Regions from separate parts of the Oryzias latipes genome. Here region 1 is linked to region 2. The links are chromatin contacts, called in public Hi-C maps. All regions are on one chromosome and are shown on one strand. The core of a region is the stretch at or near the end of the contact, and the rest is flanking DNA. Distances in the headings are between cores, read along the strand shown.

Region 1 (4,980 bases), core at 741-3,240, 60 kb before region 2:
TTCTATGCATTGATGATCCTTTTTTGATTGTATGTTTACCTTACAATTACCGGCACGAAACCCATTGAGCAACTGTTGTTGTGAATTTGGGCTAGATAAATAAAATTGTAGTGAAATCAATCAAATTAAGGGCTGTGGGAGGAGTGACGTGTATTCCACTGATTTAAAAAAAAGGCAAATGTGAAAGCAATGAGCTCAGTAACACAATCAAAACTATGAATACCCCCCCAAAAAACAAACAAACTGCAAAATGATTTTATTTTATAATATTTTGATGTTGCTTTTTGTGTCATATCAGGAATGAGCTGCATGGTCTGAAGACTCCAGTCATCTTTGTTCATCATTTTTGGTGTCCTGTATTGAGAAAACAATTTCAATGCAAAATAAATGTAACAAGTAATAGAAGATATGACCTAAAAAAGAATCAGTCTGCAAAAAAACATCAGATATTACTCTAAATATCATTTATCACTTTTCTTTTCTAACCACATACCTATGATGACCAGGATTTTGACATTATAGAGAAACTAATGAACATTTATTACACATTTGGTAATTTCTCCCTATCCAGCTGCATTATTATGAAAGGTAAGCAAAACATGCTTTAACTTTTTTTGGCCTAAAAGGAAATTTGATACATTTTAGCATCTAAAAGAAAGCCAACTTCAGCCTTTACTGTAGCACTCAGTGGTGAAATGTGATCTCAATTTCTGTTTTATTTAGCATTTGTTTTCAAGTGGTTATTTTATTTTAAGATGGGTTTGTGTGATTTCCTGTTTTGGTCCAGGTGCGATAGGTTCTTGGATATGGCTGTGTCTAAATAAACGGGCAATCACTCACAGCTGGTGAGCGGTTGAGAGTTAAGACAGAGTAAAATGAATTGTTTGTGATTATTTTGATTTGTGAGAGATTTATTGCGGTGAAGTTTGTTTGCCACAGGAGTCCAGGCATCATGCAGCAAAGTAGTGCAGCAACCAACCTGTCAACACTTGGGGATAAGTATTTATTTTCTTACAAATCATGAGAAAGAGACAGGAAGAGGGGGTACAACCAGGTTCAAAAGTTGAAAAGCATTATGGGATTACTGTGGTGTTTTCTCACACATGAATAGAGGCTTGTGTCTTAGAAAAATTATTGGTTTTTTTTCTCAGCAGTAGGTCTGGCCATAGATGTTATTGTGATTTTAAGAAAAGCTTTTGCAGTGACCTCAGTAAAACAGAGCTTTGACCAAGCATGAGAACTGATGATTCATTTAAAAAAAAAAAGATCATCACATTAGACGTCTGTTGAGGTTTGAGCTGCAACATAAGATTGATATCTGTTAGTACAGCTTATAATACAATAAAAATACAGAGAGCCACATGAAGATTTATTCTTTCCTGAATCTAAACTTGCGTGAAAACAATTTGGGTTAAATTCTTGTCCAGGGCGCCCTTGAAAAAGAGGTTTTAAATCTCAAAGGGATCCCCCTGGTTAAACAAAAGTTAAAGAAAAAGAATATTAGGAGTTACATTTTTATGTCAGGAAAATTATAATGAAGTCCTGTCTCAGAAAATGACATTAAAACATGTGCAAAATGACAGATGATCTTGTGTTCTGCATTTCTTGCACCTTTATGTCTCTTTAGTGTCGTCTCCATGGTCTTCACGGGCCCCCAACAAAGTGACCCCAACGCGCTGTGAGCTTCACTCCTGCAGACCGTCAAAGCAGCCAGGGAGGGGGCAGACGGACAAGAGGGCTGAAAGCCTGTTTAATGCCGTTTGCCAGCAGAGACGTCATGAACGCAGCCAGAAGTGGAGCGTGGCCATGCAGCCGCAGCCGCAGCCACACAGCCCAACGCCGCCGCACAGATACAAGTGTGAAGGAGAGAAGCAGACATTTGAAACTCTCTGGGAACAACAAACCATTTTGCAAGGAGAGCTTTATTCCACATGTGGCGGCAGCTCAGACTGGGAGTGGAGGCGTGCTCCTGTGTTCTCCTGCTCTGTATGTGAGTGATGTAACAGCCTCTGTACCGTGGGCAGGAATGACTCCGGGCCGCTTCGAGCACATTCACATTAATTAAGTTGACGCACCGTGGCAACTCACATGTGAACAGACATGTATAATCACATAGCCGCTGCACACCAAGCTGTTGGCCAGCACCAGTGTTCTCCATGACTGCCAATATGGAGGCACAGAGGAGCATTTCTTGACATGTTGGTTGAAGACGATTGTTCTCTGTCTGAGTGGAAAACAACTGACTTGTGGGGTCATGACCTGAGAAGCCGTTCCTGAAAAACGTTGCACAAAGGCATCACTGCAGAAGGAGGTAGCTTATAGGAAAATAACGCACAAAAAATGACTAGATCTGTCCATGCAACAATTATTTTTTACTTGACAAGAAATCTTTTACTAAGATATTTAATCTGGAAACGAGGAGTTCCGCACAAGCATTCAAAAAGGAAAAAAATAAGCTAAACAGCTAACTGTTGGATAGTTACTTCTACAGCCCAATAATACGTAGTTTTTTTTTGTTTGTTTTTTTGCTGGTTTGTGGTTTTTGAGTTTTCATGGACCTGTTCTGATTGCGTGATAAATGGAAATGACTCATTTTAGAACAAATTGTGAAAAATATGAGATCTTAGTAAAAGTTAACCGAGCTTAATAAATCCTCATAAAATCTAAAACTTGTACTTATTCTTGGAACATAGATCTAAATTTTTGTTTCCAAAGTAATGACAACGAATGCCTGTCTAACTTGACAACATTATTGAATAAAAAAGAAAAAAAATCAATTTAAATTACAGTACAGAGGTTTTTTTTTTTCATTTTTAAGAAGTCTTTCCTTTGTCAAGAGTTTGGAGTCAAAGGATTTGGACCCACTTTAAAAATAATTTCTTTATTTCTAGATCCTAGCGCTTCATGACAACAAAAAATTATCGACTGATTCTGAGAAAAGCCTGGAAAGGTTTAGAGCAAAGATAAAAGAACTGAAAATCTGGTAAAAGGTTTCAAATCTTTGCAGCTATCAAATGATTTGCAGTTCAATTGAATTTTATTTAAATAGCCCAATATTACAGCATTTGTCGTCTCAATGGGCTTCACACCAAGAACATGAAATCAGTCGTGAAATTGAATAAGTAATAGCTAAACTAAACCAAACAGACTCGGCTAAACAGGGTATCCCTGCCTTTAGACCCTCCTGTAGTGAATAAGTGTTGGCTTCATGCATCCGGCAGCTGCTGGCAGTTGACATCTGCAGCAACACCTAATTCAGTTACCTCCTGGTAACTCCGCTCACACAGTCTTTTTAACTTGTGAGGCAGAAAAGCTGATTAGTAGATTTCCGTTACACGATTCCGGTCCGGCTCTGTCACTTTAGGTCCAATATGAGTGACTTTAGGGAGACGCTTGACCTGTTTCATTTGTCCCTTTTGCAGTTGCTTTAATGGATCATTGGCTCAGTGGCTTACAGGACCTTTGATGTGCTCCCATGGTGGCTGCTGGGCCTCTGAGTCTGCATCCTGGGAGGCTTTGTGCAGAAACAGAGGATGTCATCATTTAAAAGCATCTATTTATAATTGTGTTGATGGTAATCGCAGCAAGCCCCCATCACCTCTGCCTTTTTCATCTGCAAGCATGTGTTTTTCTGCAGCTATGTGCGTGGTTCGTCAGACAGGATGTTGCATAATCACATGATTATCTGGCCTCACAGTTTTTGTGAACTGCACTGATTGTGATTAGCAGCTGCAATTATTTTTTCCAGCATTTTGAGAAAGTCCATATTGCATCCCAACTTTTTTTAAGCAAAGCGATTTATAGTTTGTATAGTTTTTACTATATTGGTTTGGTCGCAGCCAACCAAATCTGGGATGAAAACAGCGTTTGTGTCAAAAGTTGGAGTAAATGTCGATCTTTGGGACCAGGCAGCGGATAGTGGAGATCACATCCACCAGGCTCAGTTTGTAGCTTCAACACATTTCTGTATATATTTTTTCCAACGTAAAGATGTAAGACATTTGTTGGGTTCAAATTTAAAGAAAATACATAAAAAATGTAGTAAAAACAATGTATTGAATCTGTTTAAAACATACTTCCCCGTATTTTTGTTTTCCATCTACAATTTCACTTCAACTTTTAAGTAAAAATGTAATGGAAGATGGAAAAAATGTAACCCTGTAGTGTGCAAAAGTTGTAACAATCAAACATGGGGCTAAAGTGGCTTAAATAAATGTTTTTTGCAGCAAAAGGAAGCAGGAATGAGGCCACTTTTATTTAGGAGCTTTTTGCAGCCAAATCCAGCTGCTGGACTGACATGTTGTTGGAGTTTTTATCTTATTACCTACAACCACATTGTTCCCTGAATGACTGCAGCCGTGCTGCTGATTTTCAGTTTGCTGTGCATTTGTCTTGAAAGGCTTGCTTCCCAGTCGTTCCAGGCTAAAGTCAGTGACTCTTCAGTGCCTGTTCACACAGCCATTTTTCTTAAAGGTTTGAAAATTGTAAGTGCAGGATTTTGACATTTGGATCAGAAAGAGGTCCCGGGTGGCCTTTACACTCCAGTTTTGCTGGAAACTGAAGACGAATCCACATCTGAACACCATTTGTACGTGGAAATTTCAGTCCCACTTCGATCATCTTTTGTTGTGGTGTAAAAGCGTTCCCAGTGGTCTTTTCAGTATGATTATGCCGTTTTTAGCCCAAATAAAAATGTAAAAAAAACCAAAAAACTGTCATTGTCTAGGAGAGATTCTGCAGAGTGGTAGGAGTTCATCAGAAGTTCACCTCTGAGCTGTGGGCAGGCCTGTTGGCACAGAGCAGCCCCGCCCCTCTTCCCCTCCCCATTGTTGAGAGCTCTCTGTTTACAGTCTATCCCGCTAACTTTCACCCTCTCACAACCCAGACCTAACATTATTGGTGCAACAAAAATGGCGAGCAATATCAGTGTCATCCAGCCGTACAGTTTTGAGCCAGAGGCCATATAGAAAGAGGCAAACA
Region 2 (5,056 bases), core at 1,371-3,870:
ACCTCCATTCTGACACTGTAAGTGATGCTGGATTCTGACACCTGTCTTTAGACGTCACACTCTTTTTGTTTTTTAACAGTAACTTCATGTAATTTGGTTTGTTTTACGTTTTGCTGCCTAAATCTAATAAAGCTGTTTTCTTGTTAAATTAAACATTTAGTATTAGAGTAAATGATTGAACACAAAAAGAATAGTTTGTGATATGGTGAAGCGCTGGATGTTAGACAGAGTTTCAGACAAAGTTCAACATTTTAATCACATTTTCTAAACTTATTTAGATGTTAAATTTAGAAAAGCACACTTTGTTTTCTCAAGAAAATACTCATTACAATCTTCTGTCTGAGAGCCTTTTTTGAATATTGGTTATGTTTAACACTGTTAATGACATGTTACTATTAGTAAGGTTTAATTGTATTCTTGTTGTACATATTATCGTCTAATTTAATATAATTTATGCAAAGTACATTGTAAATAATTACAGGCATAACAGATATAAATAGTGACGTATATGAGCTTTACACTCCCAAAATATGTAAATTATAATGTTATATTTTGAATTAAGAAAAAAAGGTTAAATATTTTAGTGATTAAGCAAAGGCTGTTTTTTTATAAATGTGTGTTAATTATTCTAATTATGGTGCTTGTTCAATGTCATCGTTGGATATTTCATTTTACCACAGTTTTATCCTGGAAACTTACTTTTTTTTTATTTTGATCATCATAAACACTTTAAATTTGAATGTACAATATATAAAATCCTTCATGGACTTGCACCTGCTCCATTAAAGGAATATATGCCACAGCACATGTATGTATATGTTTATGTATACATGTATTTGTATATCTGCTTATTTGAGTATTTATCCTGTGTAAACTTGTCAACACTTTCCCACCTCCATGCGGATTTTGCACATCCATCTCTCTATCTATCTATCTATCTATCTATCTATCTATCTATCTATCTATCTATCTATCTATCTATCTATCTATCTATCTATCTATCTATCTATCTATCTATCTATCTATCTATCTATCTATCTATCTATCTATCTATCTATCTCAAGTTGAAATCCTGTCTGTAGCCAGGGGTAAATGTGTGGTGCCCTACAGATGTACCAAATTTGGACCATCTTTTCTCTCTGTTAAGCGCTGTAACATATGGAACAGTTTACCCCTGGATCCTAAGAGAGTGTCCAACGTTTAATACATTTAAAAAGCAATGTAAAATTTGGCTAATACTGTTTTGCATCAGTGTTGGATGTATGTCACAATTTGACTGTTTAAATTGTTAATTTATCAACTGACATGTCATTTTTGATGAACTCTGTAGAGACCACTATTTTAGCTTCAACTCTCACTGGATTTTGAATTATTAGTCATTTTTATAGTCGGTTTTATGTATTTTTGGTGTTTGTTGTTGGCAAACCTACAACTTTCCCAGGGACTACAGCTGAAAATCAGCTTTGGAGCCAGCACTGGCACATTTACAGAAATGTTCATTAATGTTCACAGTCTCTGTTCAAATAATATTTAAATGAATACAAAGTTTATCAATTAGGTTAAGCAGAAGAAGATGTTATAAGAGAACCAGACTGAGGCAGACTACACAACACTTTTGTGCTTTAATAAATTACTTTAAGAAAACCTAGTAAGTTAATTACATCTACTGCTTTTAAGCTTTTCACATACATTGTTACCCAGCACAATGGGCAGTAAAAATTTCATTTTCACTATTATATATACACAACAGAGTAAAGTCAGTACATGAGTTTCAGGACTGTTTCCTAAGAACAAACAGTAGCAAATTTGATTTTTTTTCTGAATTTTCTCTTGCATCTCATTTACTTACTTTCCTATAAGCTTTGTAGACCGTAGCATATGTGCCACTGCCCAGCCTCTCTGTCAGGATGAAGTCCGCCAGCTTTGGGGGGGCAAAACTTGATGTTGAAGCCATGCTGACACAGCAGCATTTGAACGACCAAACCAGACAGATGTGCTGCTTTGAACGGTGAGGGGCTCAGAGCTGCGACCTTTCATGGGTCAGAGGTGGGGAGGTTCCCTAGTAGTCACACGTAAAATTTCACGCTAGTATATTCCCCAACAAAAAAAATCATTAAAAGAAAAAAAAGTAGCTATTTTTTTAAAATTATTAACTACTCAGTAATTAATAACTTACAGAGGCTACAGAGTTAATCTTCTCACACATAATCATAATCTAAGCAAGAATAGCTACTATCCAACCAGATTACTGAATCCCGAAAACACAAGCACAATTAAAACGAGCTCACGAATAACTTTCTAATATTCACTGACAAGACATAACCGTTTTTACATAAATATGACTCAATCAAACGGTGCTAGCTAACCAAGTTTTAGCTAGCTAAACAGTATTTTCTGTTCTATGAGTCTGCAAGAAAATTCCGCTTTTTTCTATCACCCAAAGCCTAACTCCGAAATAAATGTGCATTCTTCGTGTACCTATAGCAGCACAGTTAAAAATAAAAAACAAACACTTACCCTTTTAGCCAATTAAAGAGCACATGAAACCAATGTTTACATCGCCATTGACAGACAGTTGTGAGAGGATGACGTCAGCATTGACAGCATTAAAGTTTGCTACTGCCCCCTAGCGACAGTTTGTAGTACTGCGCCATAACCTTTCACAGCTTGACCGGAAGTTAGCTGCTAACGGTCTTTTAAAAATGGCTGAGTGGTTAGCAGCACGTTTGGCCGCACAAGAGGAGCAAATTCGACTCCTCATGAAGGAGGTCTCTAGTCTCCATGACGGACTGAGCAACGGCCTCGACGCCGCCTGTATCACGGCTGTTACACCCGAGTTGGAGAGCCTGCAGGCGGAGAATGAGAAGCTCAAGTACCGGCTACTGCACCTCCGGCGAGGTCTGCAGGCGGAGCTGGAGCTGGAGAAGGAGAAGGAGAAGGAGGAGGCGCCGCGAAATAAACGGCAAGGGGCTAAGGAGGCCACAGCCCACGAAAGGAACAAACACCAGCAGACAAACGGGGTAGGAGTCGAGACTGGCAAGCATAATAGGCGTTTTTGATCATTTATGCCAGAGGACAGGAGTCAGGCCCTCCGTTATGGTCAACCAAAACAACCAAGTCCAAAAATAGCAGCCCTGTTCTCTGTTACTACTTTGATATTAAGACAGCTAATGATTTGACATTAAAATTGTGGCTAAAAATCCTCTTTAAATTATATTTTAAAAAAAAAACTATATTCTTTACCAGGTGAAACCCTCACTCCCCAAAACAAATGACAAGAACAAGAAGGAGAAAAACCAAAACAAGGAACAATCTGGAGGAGGTGCAAAGGAGGTAAACGTGTAAGATCCATCAGCCTAATAAATAAATAAATGAATCTGACATTATTTTCTTGATTTTCCTTTCTATTTTTTCCTGCTGAAGCTGAATCCCTGGCCTGGTTACATCTCTGAGCGCCTCGCCCTCTATGAGAGTCTAAAGAAAGAGAGTGATGCCCTGCTGGCCAAAAGATCCCAGAACAGCAAGGACATCACGGTGGAGCTGCCAGACGGGCAAAAGGTGGCGGCCAAATCCTGGGTCACCACACCTTATCAGGTGGCCTGCGAGATCAGGTGATGATCATAGAAATCTGCAGCATGTTGCTGAAGGCAACATTTGTGAGGCAACTGTGATGCACTTCATCTTTCAGCCAGGGCCTGGCTGACAATGCAGTGATTTCTCGAGTGAATGGTGAGCTTTGGGATCTGGACAGACCCCTCCAGCAGGACTGCTCTCTTGAGCTTTTACGCTTTGACAATGAAGACGCTCAAGCTGTGAGTACGCTGTGTGTTTAAAAATGTCTTGCTATTAGATCCAAGAAAATGTAAATGGTACATTTTCTTCTCATTTTCTTTTGTATTGTACAATTTTACCTTAGAACACAAATGTGAAGGATAGAAGCCCATTCTCAAAAAATAACAAATATTTTATTATTACCAAAGACCTCATATAAAAACACAAATTCCTTTACTCTGAAGTAACTTTTTGTGCTCCTAAGAAGTTTTATGATTCCAGTTTTTCTAATGTAACTATACATTTCTGGGATTTTAATTAAATTTGGTGTGATTTTTGCAAAATCTCAGGGATAAAAATCTTAATAGAGCGATTTGCTAAAATGTCTTCATAGCTTTTTTAGAATCCTCTTCAGTGGAGCTAGATAATGCAGATGTAGAATAAAAATAAATGTTTTTTTTGACCCAAACAACCTGAAACTAACTGGAGTTGATTGTTTTTCCGTTTCAATATTGCATTTTATAGCACTAAAACTATGTATGTTTATTGTACTTGTATTCTTTTCTATAAAAAATCATGATTAAACTTTAATCTGGATTCCAGTACAGACTTTCGTTTGCATTAGGCATTCTATTAGATAGAAACAATAAATAGAAAAACTTGTTGTTGTTCATTATTTGTGGAAAATGCTAACCCCAGCATTATACATCCAAGTGTTTCATATTTTGTACATAAACTAAACGTTTGAAACACAGAATTATTTTTTTTTCCCCGGTTTACTTGAGTAATGACTGCAAGATGAGGACTCCTCCTTTCCCAAAAGAGTATTACTCTCACTTTTGTTTATTATTAATGGGAGACAGTCACACTTAACTGTACCTGTTTTACATAAGCTGTCATTTTTATTTATTTTATTTTTTAAATGTTTAAATTTAATTCTAAATGTAACTTATTGTTTCCTCCTAGCCAGGACTCCCTTGAAAAACAATTCTTAATCTCAAGGAGACATTTCCTGGGTAAATAAAGGTTAAATAAAAGTTTTTTTTTTTTTGTATTTTTATGAGTACTTGAAAAAATTCTCATGAAAACAAAAATCTTCTTCCCCATTTTTCTAATCATGTGGCAGGGCTCCAGACTGCGACCAATTGCTCGCATTTTGCGACCAAAATTTGAGACTGTGCGACTGAATTTTACATCCAGTCGCACATGTGCGACCAGTAAATTTGCCTCCCCCACCCTCCGTATTTTTTTATACATTAAATGTGGAGGGGGCACATCGATAATC

What was found. A called contact is a pair of places that touch in the nucleus more often than the background predicts.
Region 1: a Hi-C map of embryo shows a contact between it and region 2, with 1.7 times the contacts expected there. The contact joins the enhancer-like site here to the promoter of ulk3 in region 2. A contact is called at or near these places in 3 of 5 Hi-C or Micro-C datasets (embryo, fibroblasts and gastrula embryo).

Annotation. Positions count from the first base shown.
Region 1 is chr3:31,183,036-31,188,015 of ASM223467v1, reverse strand. No RefSeq gene overlaps it. Among protein-coding and RNA genes, the nearest start is that of LOC101167694, 23 kb to the right of the region's middle. Within about 2 kb of position 1,990, at least 1 of the 8 cell types and tissues checked has an H3K27ac peak or open chromatin away from gene starts, as enhancers often do. A contact at or near this core is called in embryo, where this site is marked.
Region 2 is chr3:31,123,303-31,128,358 of ASM223467v1, reverse strand. ulk3 (serine/threonine-protein kinase ULK3) reads right to left here and starts at 2,620. Exons shown (of 17, transcript XM_004067452.4): 1 at 2,518-2,620; 2 at 1,850-2,059. The coding sequence starts at 1,954. It overlaps LOC101167193 (threonine--tRNA ligase, cytoplasmic), which reads left to right and starts at 2,661. Exons shown (of 19, transcript XM_004067451.4): 1 at 2,661-3,020; 2 at 3,247-3,333; 3 at 3,424-3,611; 4 at 3,689-3,812. The coding sequence starts at 2,703.